2 separate regions of the Capra hircus genome follow, and region 2 is linked to region 1. A link is a contact called in public Hi-C data. All regions are on one chromosome and are shown on one strand. Each heading gives the region's core, a stretch centred on a gene start, on an enhancer-like site or on the middle of the called end of the contact. The rest is flanking DNA. Distances are from core to core; before and after follow the strand shown.

Region 1 (5,733 bases), core at 870-3,369:
TAATGTCCAGAGGCGCTTTAATGCTGCAGCCAATCGATCAGCCTTCTCCGGGGAAGGCAGCGAGCGGAGAGCAAATACTTCCTACTTATGGCCAAAATCGCCGGGCCTCCTCTGCGCACCACCAAAGAGCGACACACAACTTTGAACTAGCAGGACTTGGCTCTCAGCGTGGCGGAAAGAGGGAAGGAAGGAGCCCGGAGGCGCCCAGAGAAGCAGCTCCCCTCCCTCTTCATCCCAACTTTTTCCGGGGACAGCCTCCGAAGACAAACAAGAGGGGGCGGTAGTACCGACTCTAGGACAGGGCTGAGCAGTAGCCCCAAACCTGCTTCAGGTGCAAGGTCACCGAGCCACCTCCAAGCCCTATGCAGCCCAAGAGGTGGACACTTCTGGAAGGGACACAAACTGAGCAAACCAACATCCAAGAAGTGGTGTTTCTTTCCAATTTCCTGCTGACATCACTTGCTGCCTGGAGAGTGACCCTCGGAGGCTGATCCCTGCAGTGGAGACCCACCCCAGTCCCGCCTCCCTCCCCTCACCCCCTCCGCGCCTTCCCAGCCCGGCTCGGGCTCTGGGCAAGTTCAGTTCCTAAACCGAACGCGGTCGCCCTGTCCAGCCTCCTGTCGCCGCTCCCGAGAGGCTCCAGCGGCGCACGGAGCATGCCCTGTGGCCTGGGTCTGGGGGTCACCTCCAGGAAGCTCTCCAGGCCCCGGGATGGGCCGGGTCCTGTCCCGGGAGGTCGTCTCCCCAGGGGCGCGCGCAGGGAAGACCGCGCGACTTCGGCGGGGTGCGCAGCGGCCAAGTTAGCGGGCGCGACCGAACTTTCCACGCTCCTTCTCCCCACCCCCACGCCACAGCGGCGCGTTTCCCCGAGGAGCCAGCCTTTCCCAGCCCGGCGGAGGCCAGCGCAGCACGTGATGGGCAGAAATAAAAATAAACACTCCCCGGTCCCGGCCCGCCGGGGCCGCCCCCACTCCGCGCGCCGAGGAGAGCCGGGGCGCCGGGCACCGAGCCCCGCCGCCGCGGCCCGGCCCCGCGCCCGCGCGCCCGGCCCGCCCGTCCGCCCCGCGTGGCGGCCCCGCTCCGGCCCGCCGCGCCCGCGCCCCGGCGGCGCCCACCTCTCGGATTTGGCGAACTTCCGGAACGCCTGTCGGAGGTCGTGGGAGGACCTGTAGGTCTGCGGCTCGGCCGAGATGCCCTGTGCCCGGGTGGTCCGCGGGCCGATGTGGGTCGAGGGCGCGGGCAGCACTGACTGGCATTTATGGAGCTTCCTCTTCAGCTCCTGGGTTTCTTCCTCCTTCTCTGACAGCCGCTTCTCCAGCTCTTTGATCCTCTCCTCCTTGAGCATGAGAATCTTGGCGAAGTCTTCCTCCAGCTCGCTCATGTTTTTCCCCGAGCCCCTCCGCGAAACTTTTTCTCGGGCGACGGCGGCTGGGACTGCAGCCGGGCGAGGCGGGAGCGGACAGGGCGAGCGAATGGGCGCTGGGTCCCGGAGCGCGGCGGCGCTGCCCCTACTGCGGCGCGAGGAGCCGCGGTCTTCGATCCGCTGCTGCTGAATGGACTAGGAGCATCGAGGGGAGGATGAGACGTCTAAAAGCGCCGGGGAGGAGAGGCAGAGTGCTAATCCCCCGCCTCTCCGGGGAATAGGTGATTATCTTTCATTGAGAAACCAATTAGAGCTGCCCTTCCTCCCCTGAGACCCCCTCCCCCGTCCCCCTTTCCCAATCACTTCGTGAGAACACGGCGTGCGCGCCACCCCACCGAGAGCCTGGTTTCCAGTTGGGAGGGTTGGACCAGTGAGCCTGGTCTCACCCCATCACACAATAATCACTCTTGCACGCTATATGGTACCAAAGGGAAGGGCTGGGGTGGGGTGGGGTGAGGGGGGAGCTTTATGCCACTTGATCCTTGAAATAGCAACCATTACCATGTGATCCGGTAAGATGACGCAGGGCTTGTAACTGGAGCCTAAAGACTTTGTGGGGTGTGTGAGTGTGTGTGTGTGAGAGAGAGACATTTCATAAACATTAAACTGCCTTTAGACAATAACGTGCGTGAATTCATCTTGTTTTCTCCTTTTCTTCTCTTTGCCCTGTTGGGTAAGGGTGTACGTGTGTGTTTGTTCCACAGTATGAAGTCTTGTGGTTGTGACCCCAAGTAATAAGAATAACAGGGCACTCGCGGTACCAGGTCTTTTCACCATAAGCTTTTAGTGGCAATAGTAAACTGAAATTGTTGGTGGGTAAATTGGAGGAACATGTGTCTGATAATGAGCCAAAGATTTACCAAAAAGGAAAAGGCCATGCATCCATTGGAAACTTCTTCGGAGTTTGGTTTCTATTTCATCTGCTACTATTAAAATTTGTATACTGAGCACCCAAATTATATCACACCACCCTGGTTGTGAAGTGGGGCCCACCAGTGCTGAATTGCGGGCTCACCCCAACAACTCCGGTTTTAAGGGAAAATAGCTTCGGCCAGCTGTATTTCTCCCTCACCTCTGCACCCATCACCACACTCAGTGCTAAAGGGATGTTTATACACATTTGGACCCAGAGTGTTTGCTAATTCCTACACACACACACACACACACACACACACATCACAGGGAGTATTGTTCACAAATCACAGCTAAAATGTTTGGATGTGTGGGAGGAACATTTCTTCAGGTAAAGATCCACAAATCTATTTTTTAAAGAAAAAAAAAGATGCAAACTAAAATACCAGAGAGTTTTTGTAGAAATAGTAATTTTCCTTAAAAAGAAATATCATCATATGATCCACTGGATGCTTATTTTTATAAAAATCTTTCTACCTTGTCTGAAATACCTTGGTAAAGGAAAAGCAGGCATATACTTTTACTTATACATCAACCCTAAAATATATTTTATTCTCAAGATTATTTACTGTTAGTTCTACTAATCCAATTATTTAAAATTGAAAACATTTTAAGCCACATCTAGGCAATACAGACTGGCTTCGTCTACTCATATTTGAGAAAGCGTTCTCTGTCTTGTTGATAGTTACTGTTCTATTGCTTCTATCTATAAACAGCTTAATCTGCTATCATCCCTTTAGAAACACTCAAAATAATTGGCATTTAAAAATACATTAGAAAAAATTTATCTCCTTAAAAAAATCTAGGCATAGGTTCAATTTTATTTATGGGAGATATGGAAATAGTTTTAAAATGACTCTGAAATGGACAGCTTATTTTCATGTCTTATATACTAATCTTAAATGCAGCTATTCAAATATGTTTCTCCTGCTTATTAAAGAAATCTTTAGACCAATATTTTACACACATCTCAAAACCCGGAATTCATTCATATCTTTCAAAATCAATCTTGTGTTTTTACTAAATCAGTCTTAACTTAGGTGACATTGAACTTTGTGACCTTTAATCATGTCCCTTGGCTTATGAAATACTTAATTAAGAGCACAAGGAATATTTGAGAAAATACAACCTGGTAGAAGAGTAAACACTGAATTATTTAAAATCATAGCATTTTAAATCTGTAAGAGACACTGAAGATAATCTAACCTAACCACTTCATATTATAAAAGAGGAAAATGAGATCTTGAAAAGTGAAGTCCAAGAGTACCCAAGGGCAAATGCTTGAAGCCAGGATTCCCCAGACCTTACTACCCCTATCTTTAAGCCTGCAAATCTAGAAATTCTACAGTTCTGACACTCTAGTGTTCCAAGAGGCGATTTTAACCTCTGTTCTTTGCTTTTAAATCTGCAGCAGTAAATTTCAATTGTCAAAGCAAGAAGTGTCAATGAATCCAATGAATCCCTAGTTGTTGTTGTTGTTGTTTTTTCTTAAAGGAGAAGATCGCCATCTAGTGTCCTGGGAGAAATTTGCTAAATAAGTATCTTTCACAGTGAAGTTGAGGTTGGTGCCTTTAATACCTGTGTGAGTGTTTTCATGTTCCAAGTTTGAGGGAAATAAAGAAAATATGCAGAATTTTATGTCAGAATAAAACATTTTTTAAAATGAGAAACTTTGTATCTTTTAGCCACTGGATAAACATCACAACAGTAATGGTAAATATTCATTGAGTGTTTAATATGCATCAGCGCAAGGCTAAACCCTTTATATGACTAGCTAGCTTTAATCCCCAAGATGACTCTGTATGGTAGGTATTACTATTTAGTCTCATTTTATAGATGGAGAAACTTATAGTTAGCCAGATTAATTGGCCCATGGTCACAGTGTGCAGGCTGTCTTAATCCCCATGCATACTGCTTCTACCTGAATTAGATTAAAGTGTCCACTTCTCTGTGAGCCCAGTGACAAGAAAAACTACAAGTTCTTTGCTAATGAAAACACACTAAGTTTGAAATCCCATACAAACTCAGATAAATATCTAAGACTCTGGCTTCTTAACAACCAATCTCTTAACCAATGTTGTTTTCCTTATAATACTGTGGGATCTATTTTACATTTCATATACAGTTTTAAATGTTTACTTAAAAAGTACATGTACATTCAAATATTATGATGGTGCTTTGCTTCTCCATCCCCACCCTTTTAAGAAAGAACATTTTCTAAAGAAAGTGAAGACTTATAGATGTGAGTAGCTCATAGGGACCTCCTATCCTTTAATCTAAGCCAGTGTCACAGGGGGCAATGGGAAGACAGTATCTTTTTTATTAAAAAAAAATTCATTACCAACAATAAAACTAACTAAAAGTCAGTCTGCTTTTTATTATCACTAAATGCCACAAGTTCTCACCAATGTCAGTAATAAAATACTCCTCCCCCTCCAGAAAAGTATATTATTGATCTAAGTTCAAGGAGTTATTACATTTATTGTTGAGTGAGTAGAATACTCCCACTGTCACTCCCTTGGAACAGCACTGACCTTGGTACATGTTACAAGGGTCCAGAGCAAAGAAAGTCACGTGCAGAGGGTGTGAGTGAGGTGCCAGGGATGGCAGTAGAGAGTGCAGGAGAAAGTTTTGGAGAAATGAGAGTAGAGACAGTGGTCTAAGTTTTGGGAATGGGTGGGTTGGGGGGAATTCAAACCATCTATTTTCAGTACCTTACATCCAAACACTTCTCTTGGTTACAGTGATGACAGTATTTGTGGAAAATTGCATGTGATACTTTTTTTTTTAATCAAAGAATGCAATTAGTAAACTAAGAGTACTGGACTGGAATTAAAAGTCTGTATTTATGCGTTAGCTCTGTCACACCCCAAGCTGTGTGCCCTCAGGCAAATCCCTAAACTTCTCAGAGTTACTTTTTTTAATTTGAAAAATGGGGAGTGAGAGTCCCCTTGTGTCTGTCTTTCTACTTTTAATGATTCTATGGAGTTCTGCACTCCCTGTCACTTACATTTTTAAATCATCAGTCTGCTTTTGTAGACGACATCCATTTGTCTACTTCAGGGGCATTTGAAACTGAAAAGAAAGATTTATTATGGAGTCTCGTTGGTCCTATTGAGATTATGGTGACTTTGTGATTAACAGAAGCTTGGAGCACTTTCAGTTAATTCTACATCACCCTCGATGTGGCTTCAATTCTGTCACCTAAATCACTTTCTGGTGATCATAAAGCATGGTCATGTCTTAGGCAAGATAAAAGTTTCAAGTCCTGAAATACACCCGCATCTATGTTAACACCACAAAGAACATGAAAATAGCAAATGAAGAGTTGCCTCAGTGAATCAAATTTTAAAATTAGTTCCAACTTACTGAATTTATTGAAAGTACTGTAAGTTTTT
Region 2 (5,768 bases), core at 1,541-4,040, 1.0 Mb before region 1:
TGGCAGGCTACAGTCCATGGAGTTGCAAAGAGTTGGACACAACTGAGCTACTAAGCACAGCACAGCACAAAGACATCTGAACCTTAATTCCCCAAACTGGTACATGCATTACCCTACAAGGTAAGGGTCTTTACAGAGGTGATTAAGCTAAGGGTCTCAAGGTGGGGAGACTGTCTTGAACTATCTCAGCGGACTCTACCACAAGGGTCATTATAAGGCAGAGGAAAGCGGGTCAAAGACAAAAAAAGACGTGACAACAGAAACTGAGGTTAGGGTAATGTGCTTTGAAGAGGTCACAAGCCAAAGGATGCAAATGGCCTCCAGAAGCCACAGAGGGCCAAAACCAGATTACCCTTGGAGCTTCCCAAAGACCACAAACCTGCTGACATCTTACTTTTAACCAGTTAGATTCATTTCAGACTTCTGATCACTGCAAAGACGGTAATATATACTACGTTTGTGATATAACACTGTTTATGTTAATTTGGTTCAGCAGCAATAGAAAACTAATGCAGCATCTCATAATACTGATGTTAAACTGGAATCATCTGAACGTTGGCAGAGTTCTTCTGCTAAAGGAGCCAATGTTTTCACAGGTTTCACCTTATTTTTCTTATGTGCACAAGAAAACACAGAATAAAAACTGAGTGGGATTGTGGGACCTCCCTGTGGTCCAGTGCTTAAGACTTGGTACTCCCAATGCCAGGGCCCTGGGTTAGACCTAGTTCCCTGGTCAAGGAACTAGAGCCCACAGGTCACAGCTAAAATATTCCATGCACTGCAACTAAGACCTGGCACAGTTAAGTCAATAAATATATTTTTTTAATGAGTAAGATTACTTTAAAACAATAGACACTTGATCTAAATAAAAATTCGTGCTTTATATGACATTTGATACCTATAAACATTCCTATTAGTATTTATTATTTTGCTGAATTCAAAGAACAGCATAGTAACTCTTGTATATCCATCTTTGGAGAGGGAAACAAAGACTAACTGCTCTAAGAGGCAGAAGCAAAATCTGAATCCAGACCAAGCAATCCTAGACCTAGGGCTCCTGTTCAGCTTCAATCTCCAGCTTAGCTCTTAGGAATCCATCCTCCTGGGTCTTTTCCTGAGCTGTATCTCCCAAACAAATCTTCTCAAGACCGCAGTTTATTCTCTTCTTTCAAGCCTTTGACTTAACTCTCCTTAGTTAAGGAATTTCAGTTTTTGTCCCGCAGTTCTTTAGTCAAAATCAACTTGCTTTCTTGTATTTCACTTCAAAAGAGCTGGATGTTTGTGGTGCCATTCTTTCAGATTATGCTTATTGAGGGACTTCTCTTTGTGGTCCAGTAGTTAAGAATCCAATCCAGTTTAATCCCTGGTCTGAGAAGATCCCATATGACTCAAAGCAACCAAGCCCAGGTGCCCCAACTACCGAGCCTGCGCTCTGGAGCCCATACGCCCTAACTACCGAGCCTGCGCTCTGGAGCCCCTGTGCCCCAACTACCGAGCCTGCGCTCTGGAGCCCAGGTGCCCCAACTACCGAGCCTGCGCTCTACAACAAGGGAAGCCACCTCAATGATAAGCTGGGCACCGCAACTAGAGAGTAGCCCCTGCTTGCCACAACTAGAGAAAGTCCGTGGGCAGTAATGAAGACCCAAGAAGCCAATAAATAAATAAACAAATAATTCTGAAAATTATACTTAAAGTCTAGCTTAAACCCTGGGACAGGATTTTGACTTTCCTGCTATGGACATCAGAGACAGGTTTCTGATGGCTTTAGTTGGGATCAGCACCTGGTCTAAACGACTTGAACACTGATGACAGCAACAGTAGTACAAGCTACCTCTAAACTGATCAAGTATCAACTACTCAAGGAACAGTAACTCAAAAGCGAACCAACTAATCATAAGTCCCTTCTGTCATATGAAAATCTGGAGAAATGCAGCTTGTGGTAGGGGAGGATCTGACTAAACCTTTCAATTTAAAACAAATAATAACCACCATAAGTGTGTTCTCATGTATTTTTACTCAAATAGTCTTGCATGCTGTAGAAGAGGAACTGAGTCTCATCAATTTTTGTACATTACCACACTGGTCTCTAGTCTGCACCTTTCTGTGTGTGCACATGCGATAATGCACGTGTGCCTGAACATCAACATTGGGGAAAATGTTGGAATTTGCTACGTTTACTAATGTTCTAAAGATCCAGTTACTCCTTTCTCAACCACATATACTACACCTTACTTTGTACCTTGTATTATGCAAGCTCTCTAGAGAGAACATCTTTCCCACAGAGAAACAGAATGTAATTGAGAAAGGGAAAATCACACTGACTACTCTTACAAAATTTTTTTCAAATTAAATATGTTCAGTGAAAATGAAGGCCTTTGTTGTCACTTAACAGCCTGCATGATAATAGGAAGACTCTGGCAGAGTGTTTCTCAGATGAGCTCACTACTTCAGGTTGGTGTTTCTAAAAGGCAATAATCCCACTGGAGCAGCAAGACACGTAAGCAATTTGTGCCCTAATACGTGGGAACTGCTGAATTCTTCGAATCCCTTAGCAGTTTTATAGCCTCTTCTTTTCTGGCAGAGCCAGGAACTGGGGAAGTAGGATATTCTGCTTTCCTGCTCCTTTTTGGATCCCCGCTAAATGACAAAATTGAGTATTCCACGTGAGCATTCATTTCCCATTTTAGTCAGATCACTGACAGCATCTGCTTCCTAACAGCTGTCTGCAAAAATCCAGGGCAGATCTCTTAAGAAACCATGGAATCAATTTCAGTGTATACAAAAACTGGCTATGCCATCATTGCTTCATTTTACCAATAGGTGGCACTGTGAGCAATGATATGGAATGAAGGAGAAATAACAATAACAGACCAAAAAAAAACCAAAAACAGAAAAAGGTTTTTGGGGAAGATGGTGGTGGAAATAGTCCCTCCTATTTAAAACTATCTTGGTCACATAAATATTTTTTATAGTTTCATAATTTTACCTTGGTTACTTTTTTTTTCTTTCATATATTGCTTAACCAAAGACTGTAAGGTCAATCATTTAACCCAGTTTCACATCTATTATATGAGAAGGTTGGATTAGCCCACGGGTAGAAAACTCAAGTGCTTGCTAGAGCCAGGCAACTTATTTAAATGAGTTCAGAGGGTCTGGTTTAAGAGGATAAGAAGCTAATTGGAGCCCATCCAAAATAATTCCATTTTAAATGCTTTTGTTTGTTTTCTGGTTAGTTTCACTTTAAAAAATAAATAAAAGAAATGAAAGCAAAATTGCCTTTGGGAACATGTCTTTGTTTTCTTCATTAGCGGATGTCTAGAAGCTCCCCCAGGTATAAGATACTGTAATGGATTCTTTTTTTTTTTTTGTAATGGATTCTAAACTCTACTAGAGAAATATCTATATAAAACCACACATATATTTCTAATCATGTGCATATAATTAATATGCATCATTCTAATATCATCAGTCTTTGATAAATCTGCTTAAGGCTAATGTGAAATAAAGTACAAAGATACTATTTCCCTTCTGTTAAAACCCAGGACAATATGAATTAAATTTTGAGACCATACAATTCCCTAACCTCCAACCTTTTCCATCTCTGATAACAGCATCACCATCCACTTGCATCTTGACAGTTAGAAATATTTCAGTTGTGTTAAGCTTCAATCTTCTTTACCTTTGGCATTTCATAAATCCCTGAGCCCAACCAATTTTACCTCCAAACTCTTTCTGTATACCCTTCCTAATTTTTAATCCCTATGACTACTGCCTTGATTCATATGTTCACTGTTTGTATCTCACTCCATGCTGAGTAAAGTAGTTGGAGCAGTTTATGGGTGGTTTACTGGTAGGGAAAAATTGTAATTGACTCAGGAGGCATCAGGGCAGAAACTGGGATACAGGCATTCGGTCCATTCTTACCTTCCAGTCTTATCTCCTTCATATTCTCTCAAACATACCCCGCATTCCCGTCCTCACTTGTGCAGAGCTGCTTACTGTTATAACAGCAAGCCCTGTGGCATGCTTGGACAGGTTCCATAGTCTGCAGAGCCTTTGAGGCCTAACAAATTCCTAGATGTCTTTCAAGATTCAGCTCAACTCTTTTCTCCTCTAAAAAATCTTCTCTAATTCTCCCTGATAAAAAGTAATGAAGATTTACTCCATAATTACATATCCATATCCACGTTTCACATAACACTATCACAACATATTGAATATGTTTTTACTACCAGAGAAGAGACTTCAGCCATTTCACTTTCATTAATTACTGAATTGCATCTGAAATAGAATGATCTCCCGAATCAGTGGGCTGATGATTAAATCCTAGGTAGGACTCTCACCAAGTCACCGGGAAATTTTGAGCAAGTTAACATAACCTTTCCAAACCCCATTTATTCATTATTAGGAGCAGACAGCATGGAAGTGCTGTGAAGATCAGGTGTGAAAGGGACGCAGAGCACCACAGCGTTTGGCATATGTGACCCACTTCATTATTTTGATTTCAACATCCTCACCTGTAGAATATTGGGCTTGGAATAGAAGACCCATGAGATCCCTTCAAGCTCTCACATTATTTGACTTCAATTCCTGATTCGAGTAGACATGGAAGAGTGTTACAAGTCTGTCACACACACGGGAGTAGCAACGTCACAAGAAATCATAGTCCCTCATGCTAAATGAGACCATTTTACTGAAATCCAAGTGTTGGACAATATATTTTAACTTATTGAAATAATAAAATATATATCATTAATTTATGTCATTCCTGATGTTGCTAATTTCGCTTAACTTTGCTTCCCCTTAACTTCGCTTCCAATACTCACATATACAAATATTCATTTCCAGAAAGATTTATTCTGGAGCCAACCAACTGACAAACAAAAAGAACCACTTAACTATTACTTAAAATACTTGAAGATCATCACGGTCTCAGAAAACTCTGGCAAAGTTTTAAACCTCTACTATCCTTGCCCCAGTCCCAGCACAGACACACAGACACACAGACACACAGACGCACAGACACCCCTCCAATATCGGCTTCCTTTGCTTGGATTCTCTCTTTTCTTCTTCCTCCCATTTTTGTTGTTTCTACAAACACAGATTCTCCACAGGTTTTCAGTTCTTTTGGTTTGACTTAGTTTGTCATAAGAACTTCTGATAGACGCCCAAAAGGCTTGAGATGCGAGACAATAAATCAGGAGGAAGGTATGTTGGTGTTAGCCACTCAGCCATGTCCAACTCTTTGCAACCCCACGGACTATAGACTGCCAAGCTCCTCTGTTCACGGAATTCTCCAGGCAAGAATACTGAAGTTAATAGGCATTCCCTTCTCCAGGGGATCTTCCTTACCCAGGGATTGAACCCACGTCTCCTGCATTGCAGGTGGATTCTTTACCAACTGAGCCACCAGGGAAGCCTGGTAGAAGGTATATATATGCCAGAAAATGCTAGATGTGGTAAAACTATTTTGCCTGTGCTCACAAGTGCAAAATTTTTATTCATGGGAATCTGTGCTCTGGTTAAATCTCTTTTTGCAGAGAAATGAAATTGGTAAAATGCTACCATTTTATTCAAATTTGAGTACTTGGTATGTGAAACACTCTAAGGTAAATACCATAAATTATACTTTAAGACTTTTACTATTTACATTTTTACTTATTCAAAAACATCATTCAACTGAGCATTTAAGTACCAGGCACTGTCTTTATTTTTTATTTTTTCTAAAGTTCATGATTTTATTGATCCTAGGGAACAAGTTTGCTATG

What was found. A called contact is a pair of places that touch in the nucleus more often than the background predicts.
Region 2: a contact with region 1 is called in a Hi-C map of blood, with 7 times the contacts expected there. The contact joins the enhancer-like site here to the promoter of PRKG1 in region 1. A contact is called at or near these places in 2 of 5 Hi-C or Micro-C datasets (both in blood).

Annotation. Positions count from the first base shown.
Region 1 is chr26:43,125,449-43,131,181 of ARS1.2, reverse strand. PRKG1 (cGMP-dependent protein kinase 1) reads right to left here and starts at 2,119. Exons shown (of 19, transcript XM_018041139.1): 1 at 1,116-2,119. The coding sequence starts at 1,381.
Region 2 is chr26:44,166,878-44,172,645 of ARS1.2, reverse strand. All of the region lies in intron 5 of PRKG1 (cGMP-dependent protein kinase 1), which reads right to left. Among named protein-coding and RNA genes, the nearest start is that of CSTF2T, 280 kb to the right of the region's middle. Within about 2 kb of position 2,790, at least 1 of the 5 cell types and tissues checked has an H3K27ac peak or open chromatin away from gene starts, as enhancers often do.